2 separate regions of the Pan troglodytes genome follow, and region 2 is linked to region 1. A link is a contact called in public HiChIP or PLAC-seq data. All regions are on one chromosome and are shown on one strand. Each heading gives the region's core, a stretch centred on a gene start, on an enhancer-like site or on the middle of the called end of the contact. The rest is flanking DNA. Distances are from core to core; before and after follow the strand shown. Region 1 holds the start of TMEM240 (transmembrane protein 240). Region 2 holds the start of MRPL20 (mitochondrial ribosomal protein L20).

What was found. HiChIP or PLAC-seq counts read pairs in DNA pulled down with a chosen protein or histone mark.
Region 2: an H3K4me3 HiChIP or PLAC-seq map of stem cell-derived excitatory neurons shows a contact between it and region 1, with 2.5 times the contacts expected there. The contact joins the promoter of MRPL20 here to the promoter of TMEM240 in region 1. A contact is called at or near these places in 1 of 7 Hi-C or Micro-C datasets (stem cell-derived neural progenitor cells) and 1 of 1 datasets of contacts at active chromatin or transcription factors (stem cell-derived excitatory neurons).

Annotation. Positions count from the first base shown.
Region 1 is chr1:230,413,115-230,417,791 of NHGRI_mPanTro3-v2.0_pri, reverse strand. TMEM240 (transmembrane protein 240) reads right to left here and starts at 2,203. Exons shown (of 4, transcript XM_016952210.3): 1 at 1,869-2,203; 2 at 1,260-1,366. The coding sequence starts at 1,925. SSU72 (SSU72 homolog, RNA polymerase II CTD phosphatase) reads right to left here. Exons shown (of 5, transcript XM_016952220.4): 5 at 3,242-3,736. The coding sequence ends at 3,635.
Region 2 is chr1:230,551,846-230,556,095 of NHGRI_mPanTro3-v2.0_pri, reverse strand. MRPL20 (mitochondrial ribosomal protein L20) reads right to left here and starts at 2,060. Exons shown (of 4, transcript XM_016952122.4): 1 at 1,358-2,060; 2 at 1,136-1,246; 3 at 35-112. The coding sequence starts at 1,444.

The sequences.
Region 1 (4,677 bases), core at 954-3,453:
CGCGGAGCCCTCAGTGTGCTGCCACAGGCGGATGCACATGGCCCCAGCCCACGCGCACAGAGGCCGCGCCTTTCTGATGCTCCGGGGCTCGGGTCTGGGCCCAGCCTCCGGGAGGCAGTGGAGCCGACCTCAGGCCTTTGCTCAGCGGTCGGACCTGCCAGCCAGGGACACGGGGCTCTCTGGTAGCATGTGGCCACCCCACAAGCTCTTACCCCCTACCCTGTGCCCAGCACACGTGAGGGTCACAGACACCCCGAGCTCTGCCTTCTCTAACACCCGTGTTCTTCATCGACACGCCTGCTGCACCCATAGGCACGTCACACAGCTTAGCAACACATGCAGCTGTCCTGAACACACATGCCCCGCACCCACACGTATGCACAGAGACCCCCGGAGCAGGAGGCAGCAGAGATGACGAACACGGGTTCTGGGTTGGTGCCCCCTTTGTCCTTCACTAGCTGTGTGACCTTGGAAAAGCCTGTCCTCTAAAGCCTCCGTCCACTTCCTCATCTGTTCAGCAGGGTTAACAGCGGCCACTGCGTAGGGCGTCCTGAGGGGTGGAAGTGCATGCGTGCGTGCGCGGGGGCTGTGTGTACGCACATGTATATGCACAGACGCCACACACATGCGCGTCTCATGAGAAGATGTTTATTTCGTACATGGACGTACAAACATGCATGGCCAAGAGGATCCCATCGCTACACGTGCACAGAGGGGGTCACACGGTGAGTGCGGGGGGGTCTGGGCGCTCCCTTCAATCTGAATGACCTTGAGGAAGCTCCACCTCCCCGCTGCCCCCCCAGCCCATCCCTCAGCTCCTCTCTGGCCCGGGGGTGGTGCCCAGTGCCCCTCAAGGCAGGCCCTTCCCACCTTGACCTGCATTCCCCTGCCCTGGGACTCAGTGCAGGGCCCAGCCCTGTGCCAGCAGGCGCTTCCTGCCCCAGCCCTGATGAGGCTGGCTTGGGTCTCCACTGTGGACATCACACTGGGCTGCGGCTTTCCGGCCTCCAGGCTGGACCAGGAGGCCGCGTGACCCATTCCGCCATCACCCTGGAGGCCTCTAGGAATGGCGTCCTAAAGCCATGCGCCCCCAGGAGACCCCCCCACCTTGAGACAGCTCCTCCCCCTGCGCACCTGGCAGCCCTCAAGGGTGGAAGGCGGCTCGCGGCCTGCGTGGGGCTGGCTCCCCCGCGCCCCGAGTGGGCCCCGCCACACATGTGCGCTCACGCGTGTCGAGCCGGCGCCGGTTGCGGACTCACCGGCCACAGTTGCAGTGGCAGACGCGGTCCTCGCCCCGCAGGTGCGGGAGGATGTAGTTGTGGAATCGGTCCAGCAGCGCGTTCATGTCCATCAAGCACGCGATGGCCTGGAAGAGCTCATGACCGGTCAGCGCCAAGGAGCGGGAGGGACGAAGGGGGGCTGGGGGTGGGGAGCGCAGGCCGGGGTCGGGGCAGCGCAAGCGGGGAGCGAGAGTGCAGGCCGGGGTGAGGGGAGCGCAGGCCGCGGTGAGGGGAGCGTAGGCCTTGGTAGGGGGAGCGCAGCGGGTATGGGGATCGCAGGCTGGGGAGGGGAGCGCAGGCCGGGGTGGGGGGAGCGCAGGCCCGGGAGGGGACCGCGGGCCGGGGAGGGGGAAGCGCAGGCCGGGGTGGGGGGAGCGTAGGCCGGAGAGAGGAGCGTAGGGAGTGTGGGGATCGCAGGTTGGGGAGGGGAGCGGAGGCCGGGGTGGGGGGAGCGCAGGCCGGGGAGGGGAGCGCAGGCCGGGGAGGGGAGCGCAGGCCGCACGGGCGGTAAACAAGGCGCGGGAGGTGGGCCAGGCGGCGCGCGCGGGCGGGGAGCAGGGGGCGCGCGCGGGAAGCCCCTCCGCTCACCATCACGACCGACGCCCCCAGAATCATGAAGATCATGGTGTTCGCGCTCATGGACATCGGGCGGGGCCGGGCCGGGCCGGAGCGCCGCCCCCCGGCCCCGGCGCCCCCCCGGCCCCGGCCCGATGCTGAGCCCCCGCCGCCTCCGCAGAGGTCAGCGCTTCCCTGGATCGTCCGCCGCCGCTCGCTGCAACCCCGGCACCGGCCGGGGGGAGGAGGCGCGGGGGGGGGGGCGCCGGGGAGGGACGCGGGGCCTTTCTGGGGTCTCTCGGCCCGGCCCGCCGCGCTCCGCTCCGCCCTCGGGTCCTCCCTGCGATGCGCTCGGCTCGGCTCGACTCGGCTCTGCTCGGCTCCGGCCCCCTCCCTGCCTCCTCCTCCCTCCTCCCCCCTCCCTCCCCGCCGCCTTCCTCCGCCTCTCGGGAGGGACCGCGCAGACCGCAGGCCGCCCCGTGCCAGCGCCGGGAGGAGACCGCCATCCCCCGGACCCCTCCCCGGGAACCTCGGCTTCGTGTCCCGCCCCAGTCTGGTCAGACCCAGCCCCGGTGGCCTGTCCAGTGACCCTGGACGCCAGTCCTCCGGTCCTGGAGGGGCGCCGAGGCCCTTCCCGCCCCACTGCTCCGCCCTACGTCCTGGACTCCCAGGTCGCCGGGTGCGGGACTGCACCAGTCCGCTCGGCAAGCACGTGCCTCCAGGGTGGGGTCCGCAAGGTCGCGACAACCCCACGGCCGTGGGGGCCACAGGTCAGGGACGGGATGACCCCTGGAATCCTCAATGGAGGGATGTGGCACAGGAGCTGAGGGCAGGGCCGCCCCGCACAGGCTTCCCTTAGGGCGGGGACGAGGGGGTCAGCCTAGGCCCATGGGTCGGGACGCCTGCCATTCAGAGGCCCCAGTGGCCACCACTCCACTCTGGCTGTCCCTGGCTCAGGGTCCTGAGGCCAAACTCTCATCCACGACCAGTGACCATGTCTCAGGCCCAGGAGCCGACCCCCGGCCTCAGCAGGAAGTCAGCAGGAAGCTATGCCTGGGACCCAGCCTGGGCCGTGGGGCCATCCAGGCTCACTGCAGCCTCCACTCCTGGGCTCAAGCGATCCTCCCGGCTCAGCCTCCCCCGTAGCTGGCCTTGGGGGATCCCCGCCCCGGGGGGGTTCCACATGGAGAGGGGACGCCACTCCACCACAGGCAGCAGTTGTGGCAGGAGCAGGCGGCTTCTGCTTCAGGCAGCACAGGCACGGGTAGGCCCAGGCCCTGTCAGCACCACCAGGTCTGAGCTACACCTCCCAAGCAGTGGTCGGAGGTCACTAAGGGCGGCAGGGCTAGGCCTCTGCCACCTCCTCAGGGGCGAGGGTCGGGCCAGGAATTCAGGACCAGGCACAATGACAGCAGCATCTGTTTATTGACAATTCCAGGTCATTCCTAACACGCCGCAGCAGGGCTCTGTACAGTCCGGCCGGGTGGGGAGGAGGGAGGGAAGGCAGGCACACGAAGACACAGGTATGTCGGGAAGTGCACACAAACCGTTGTCTTTCCTTTTTGGTTAAAGAAGAAAAACTTTGTAATCAATATCCCGCTCATAAGTAAAAGTGGAAAAGAAGAAACTTGATTGCTTTCATCTGGCGTTTTGGCATCTCCTCTCCCATTTCATATGCACAGTTTATTTGGGTAATGCTACCGTCACCAGCAGAACACCTGTAAGTAAAAACAAATGTCAGGAAGGAAAAAGTATGAACAACAGGAAGCTCCAGAGGCGGCTCCATGCAGGCGCTGGGCTCAGTAGAAGCAGACGGTGTGCAGAAAGGTGCGGCCACTCTTCTCCTCGAACTCCTGCAGCAGCTCGTCGATCTCGTTCTCCATGTCTTCCGTGTGCTGGATCTGCAAGGACAGGACCGTGGTGAGGGCCTTGCCCACTCCTGCCTGTCTGCTCCCCCTTAACACCTACGCCAGGCCTGAGCCAGCAGAAACCAGCGCAGCAGGCAGGCCCTCACCCCACCGCTGCTGCCTCACAAGGACGGCCGGAGGCTGCAGGGGGAGAGCTTCCTGGGCAGCCCCAGGCCCTCGCCTGGTGTGGAGCAGGAGGCAGCCCCCACCTCCCCACCGACCCTCACAGGACCTGAAGCTGGGAGGAGCCTGGAGCTGGATTCTGAGAAGGGCCCAGCACGGAGACCTGGCGGCCGGGGCTCAGACCCACACATGCACAGCGGGGCCGACCAACCCTCACCGCCAGCGCTTCCACACCACCACCAAGCGAGCAGGGGCAGCCTGGTCATCGGAGCATCCTGGCCTCCATCCACCAGAGCCCCTGGCAGAGGGCTGCTGCCCCAGAGTGAGCAGGCCCGGCTCCGAGGCACACCTGCCCTGGCACCGGCAGCTCGTTACTTGCCATCTCCACTGTCCCCTGGTCCCCAACCTTGGCCAGCACCCAGTGCCTCTAAGCAAGGAGCGGCCTGTCTGTGACTCAGCTCTGGCCAACGTGACCCAAGCAGAAATCGCACAATAACTTCTGGGACGAGATTTTCCCATGACCTTTTCTCCTGCCAGGCGATCATGAAGACCGTCCCTGGCGCTTCAGCAGCCACACTGGACCGTGAGGCACGTGGGGACCAGAAGCTATGCTGGGTGGGCCAGGCGGAGCGCAGGAGCCTCTGCGGCCACACAGCAGCTTCTCCCAGCGCCTGCCCGCCTGGCTCCCGGGCTTTCCAAACACACCGTCTTCTTTCTTGGTGAAGCTGTTCTGTTTTTCTGTCTTTCACAGACATTCATCAAATCGCAGAGGCAGAGGCAGAGGCGGGACGGTGCGTGGGGCTCTCCTCAGG
Region 2 (4,250 bases), core at 811-3,310, 140 kb before region 1:
AGAATTTCAGTGGGACCCACACACTCACCCATACCTTAACTAAATTCCCAATGAGCGCTGGATACTTCAGTCCATGTTCCTGGCTAGCAGCTGTAATTCGATTAATCCAGAGCTGAAATAAGAAAACATGAAGATACTTAAAAATGACTTCTGGATGTTATGTCCCAGCAAAGCCTCTAATTGATCTAAAGAATATTTTTCTAAAAGTAAATAGCAAAATCAGTGAGCTATGATGGTGCCATCACTCTGGCCTAAGCGAAATCAAGACCCTGTTTCAAAATTAAAAACAGCAAAAACCCGGCTGGGCACGGTGTCTCACGCCTGTAATCCCAGCACTTTGGGAGGGCAAGGCAGGCAGATCATTTCAGATCTGGAGTTCGAGACCAGCCTGACCAACATGGCGGAACCCGGTCTCTACTAAAAATACAAAAAATAGCTTGGTGGCGCACACCTGCAGTCACAGTTACTCGGGAGACTGGGGCGGGAAAAATCGCTTGAACCCGGGAGGCGAGGTTGCATTAAGCCTAGATGGCGCCATTGCACTCCAGCCTGGGCGACAGCGCAAGACTCAGTCTCGGGGTAAGAAAAAAAAACCGGGGTACGTTAGATGCTAGGTTCATGAGGCTGAGGCGGGAGTGGTGAGGCGCAGTAATGAGGCGGCACGTGGACAGAGCGGAGGCGCCAGCCTCCCAGAAATGCGGGGGGTTCCGGGTGTGCAGAGCTTGGCAGCAGGCGTGGTCTCTTCGAGGAGCACCACGGCAGCAGATAGTAGCCCTGGAGGGTTGGCAAGGGGCTGGGTTGACTTCAGCTGCCAAAGGGAAGGGAAGCCACCGGAGGGATGAGAGCAGCAGCGACTAGGGCGGTGGCTGGCGACGCAGGGAGAGTGGCAAGGCGGCTCTGCAGTGGCCCGGGCGAGGGGCTGGAGCAGCGGGTGACAGTGGGGGTGGCGGCGGGGCGGGAGAACGGATGTCCCACAGTTTGCCTGCGGGGCGACATAATTTGTCGGAGTTTCGAAGCAAGGTATGAAAGGAAGGGGCTGAGGGTGGCCGGGCGGCTGCACACTAGCTGGGTCGCGGCGCAGAAACGCAGGGGCCGCGAGCGCGCTGGCCGGCGGGTGTCCCGGGTCCACGCTTACGGTCCTCATGTTCTTTTTCTTCAGGTATCGGGCTTTGGTGCATTTCACAAAGGCTCGAATCACGGTTCTGACCGCCAACCTGTAGCAGCGATTTTTCCTTCCCCGGAAGTGCTGGGTCAGAAAACGAGAAACCAGGGTTGTCAGCGGGGCCCGCGCCGGCCGCCCCTTGGCCCGCGGGATACCCCGGGCGCCCAGTGCCCAGGCCGGGCGGGCGGCACTCACCCTGGCGTGCTTCAGCACCTCCTGGATCCGAAAGTAGCGGTCGGTGACCCGATTCCGCAGCCAGAGCTGCGCGGTGAGGAAGACCATGGCGCCTGCAGGCCGGCGTCCCGGATACTCAACAACGCACGCGCCGCGCCGCTGCCATCTTGCCCGCGTCGGAAATGGTGGTCACGAGCGCTTCCGGGTCAGCCCCTGCGATACTTCCGGGGCGAAGGTCGTCTCCCGTCAGCCCGCGGGTGCCCAGTTGTGCTCCTGAACTCGCAGTGGTGGCGCGTGTTGGGGAGCCGATGTGGGGCCGCGGCGGGGTCTGAAAGGAGAACGGGGCCGCAGCGCCCGTGGCTATTCGCGGACGATGGATAAACAGCAACGCAGCGCGGACCGTCCCGGAGCACGGCCCCGGCCGCAGCTGTGGCTCCGAGGGCGCCGTGAGGGCAGCGGACCCGGGTCGGGGGCCCCGCGGCCGGGGAGCTCGGGTGCGGCGCGGGCAGGGAGGGCCAGGCCGCCCCCTGGGGCCACGAGGATGTTCAGGAACCGAGGTGGAGATGGTCGCATCGGTGTGAAAGTGCCCGTTGCCTCTGAACCTTGCACTTTGTTTACTTACTCATTTTGAGACGGGGTCTCGCCCGGTCGCCCTGGCTGGGGTGCAGCGGCCCGACCTCGGCTCGCCGCGGCCTCTACCTTCCTAGTAGCTGGGACGTCAGGCGCGCGCCGCCACGCCCGGCTAACTTTTTGTGTTTTTTGTAGAGGGGGCGTCTTCCTGCGTTGGCCAGGCTGCTCTGGGACTGCTGGCTTCTGCTGGGATTACGGGCCTGAGCCACCGCGCCATGCCTGGAAATTCTAAGCTTCGAAATGGTAAATGTGATCGCTGTGGTGCTGATGCCTGTAATCCCAGCACTTTCGGAGGCCGAGGTGGGAGGAACACTTGAGTCCAGGAGTTCAAGACCAGCCTGGGCAACATAGTGAGACCCCATCTCTACAAAAAATCAAAAAGAAATTAGCCGGGAGCGGTGGTGGCGCGCGCCTGAGGTCCCAGCTACTCAGGAGGCTGAGATGGGAGGCTCGCCTGAGCTCTGGAGGTGGAGGCTGCAGTGAGCTTAGATTGCACCACCGCGCAACAGCCTGGGCAGCGGAGCCAGAGTCTGTCCCAAAAAAAAAGTTTTATATTATGTGTAATTTTATATTTCTGCTATATTATCGAAAAATTGGAGGTGTGCAGTTTCTTTATAACAGTTTATTATACTTGGATATTTTTTAAATCATACAAGAGTTGGAATACAAGTACAAGGAAAACTCCCCAGTGTTCGCTACCAAAATGTGCCAGCTGTTTTCATTTGTTCCATTTGTTTAATACTCTCGAACCAAATTCACCTACTGTTTACGTTTTGCTCCATTTTTGAATCATTCTCTCTGTAAATATAAACATAATGGATTTTTTTCCTCAACCATTTGAGACGCTGGAGACACCTAAACACTTTGCTGTGTATTTACTCTTAGGAACCACACCGTACAATGGTCAAAATCCGGACCCAGCCCACAGTCCAGATTTAACTCGCCTCAAATGTCTTTTTTACCTTTTTTCCCTGTTGAGGATTCAGTCCAGGATGACGCACTGCATTTGTTGTTGTGTTTTTTGTTTTGTTTTGTTTTTTTCTGTTTTTGAGACGGAGTTTCGCTCCGTCGCCCAGTCTGGAGTACAAAGGTGCGATCTCGGCTGACCGCAACCTCTGCCTACCCGGTTCAAGCGATTCTCCTGCCTCAGCCTCCCGAGTATCTGGGATTACAGGCGCACACCGCCACTCCCAGCTAATTTTTGTATTTTTAGTAGAGACGGGATTTCACAATGTTGGCCAGGCTGGTCTCAAACTCCCGACCTTAAATGACCAGGCTGACCAACATGGTCAGCTACTCAGGAGGCTGAGGCAGGAGAATTGCTTGAACCCGGGAGGCAGAGTTTGCGGTGAGCCGAGATCCTGCCATTCATTGCACTCCAGCCTCGGAAACTAGCAAAACTCCATCTTAAAAAAAAAGAGGAGGCCGGGTGCAGTGGCTCTGCACAACACTTTGGGAGGTCGAGGCAGGTGGATCACCTGAGGTCAGAAATCCGAGACCAGCCTGGCCAACATGGTGGAACCCCATCTCTACTAAAAATGCAAGAAGTAGCCGGGCGTGGTGGCGGGCCCCAGTAATCCCAGCTGAGGTGGGAGAATTGCTTGAACCCGGGAGGCCAAGGCTGCAGTGAGCCAAGATCGCACCACTGCACTCTAGCCTGGGTGACAGATCAAGACCTTGTCTCAAAAAACAAGAAGAAGAAAAACTACTTTTTTTTTTTTCAGATGGGGTCTCACTCACCCAGTCTGGAGTGCAGTGGCGCCATCTCAGCTCATTGCAGCCTCTGCCTCCTGGGCTTGAGTGATCTTCCCACCTCGACCTTCTGAGTAGCTGGACCACAAGTGCATGCCTGGCCAATTTTTGTATTTTTGGTAGAAACGGAGTTTCACCATGTTGCCCAGGCTGGTCTCAAAACTGGCCTCCCAAAGTGCTGGGACAGACACAACTGGCCTACCTGCAGGATTTTCAGTTTATGGACATGACTGAGTGGAGACATGGAGAAGCTGTTGTTATTGGAGATTTTTATTACTCGCATTTCCTGAGCGATGGGGACACTCACTGTGGGGAAAAGCAAGAGAGATTCTGATCTGTTACTGTGTCTGTGTAGAAAGAAGTAGACATAGGAGACTCCATTTTGTTCTGTACTAAGAAAAATTCTTCTGCCTTGAGATTCTGTTAATCTATAACCTTACCCCCAACCCCGTGCTCTCTGAAACATGTGCTGTGTCCACTCAGGGTTAAATGGATTAAGGGCGGTGCAAGATATGCTTTGTTAAACAGATGC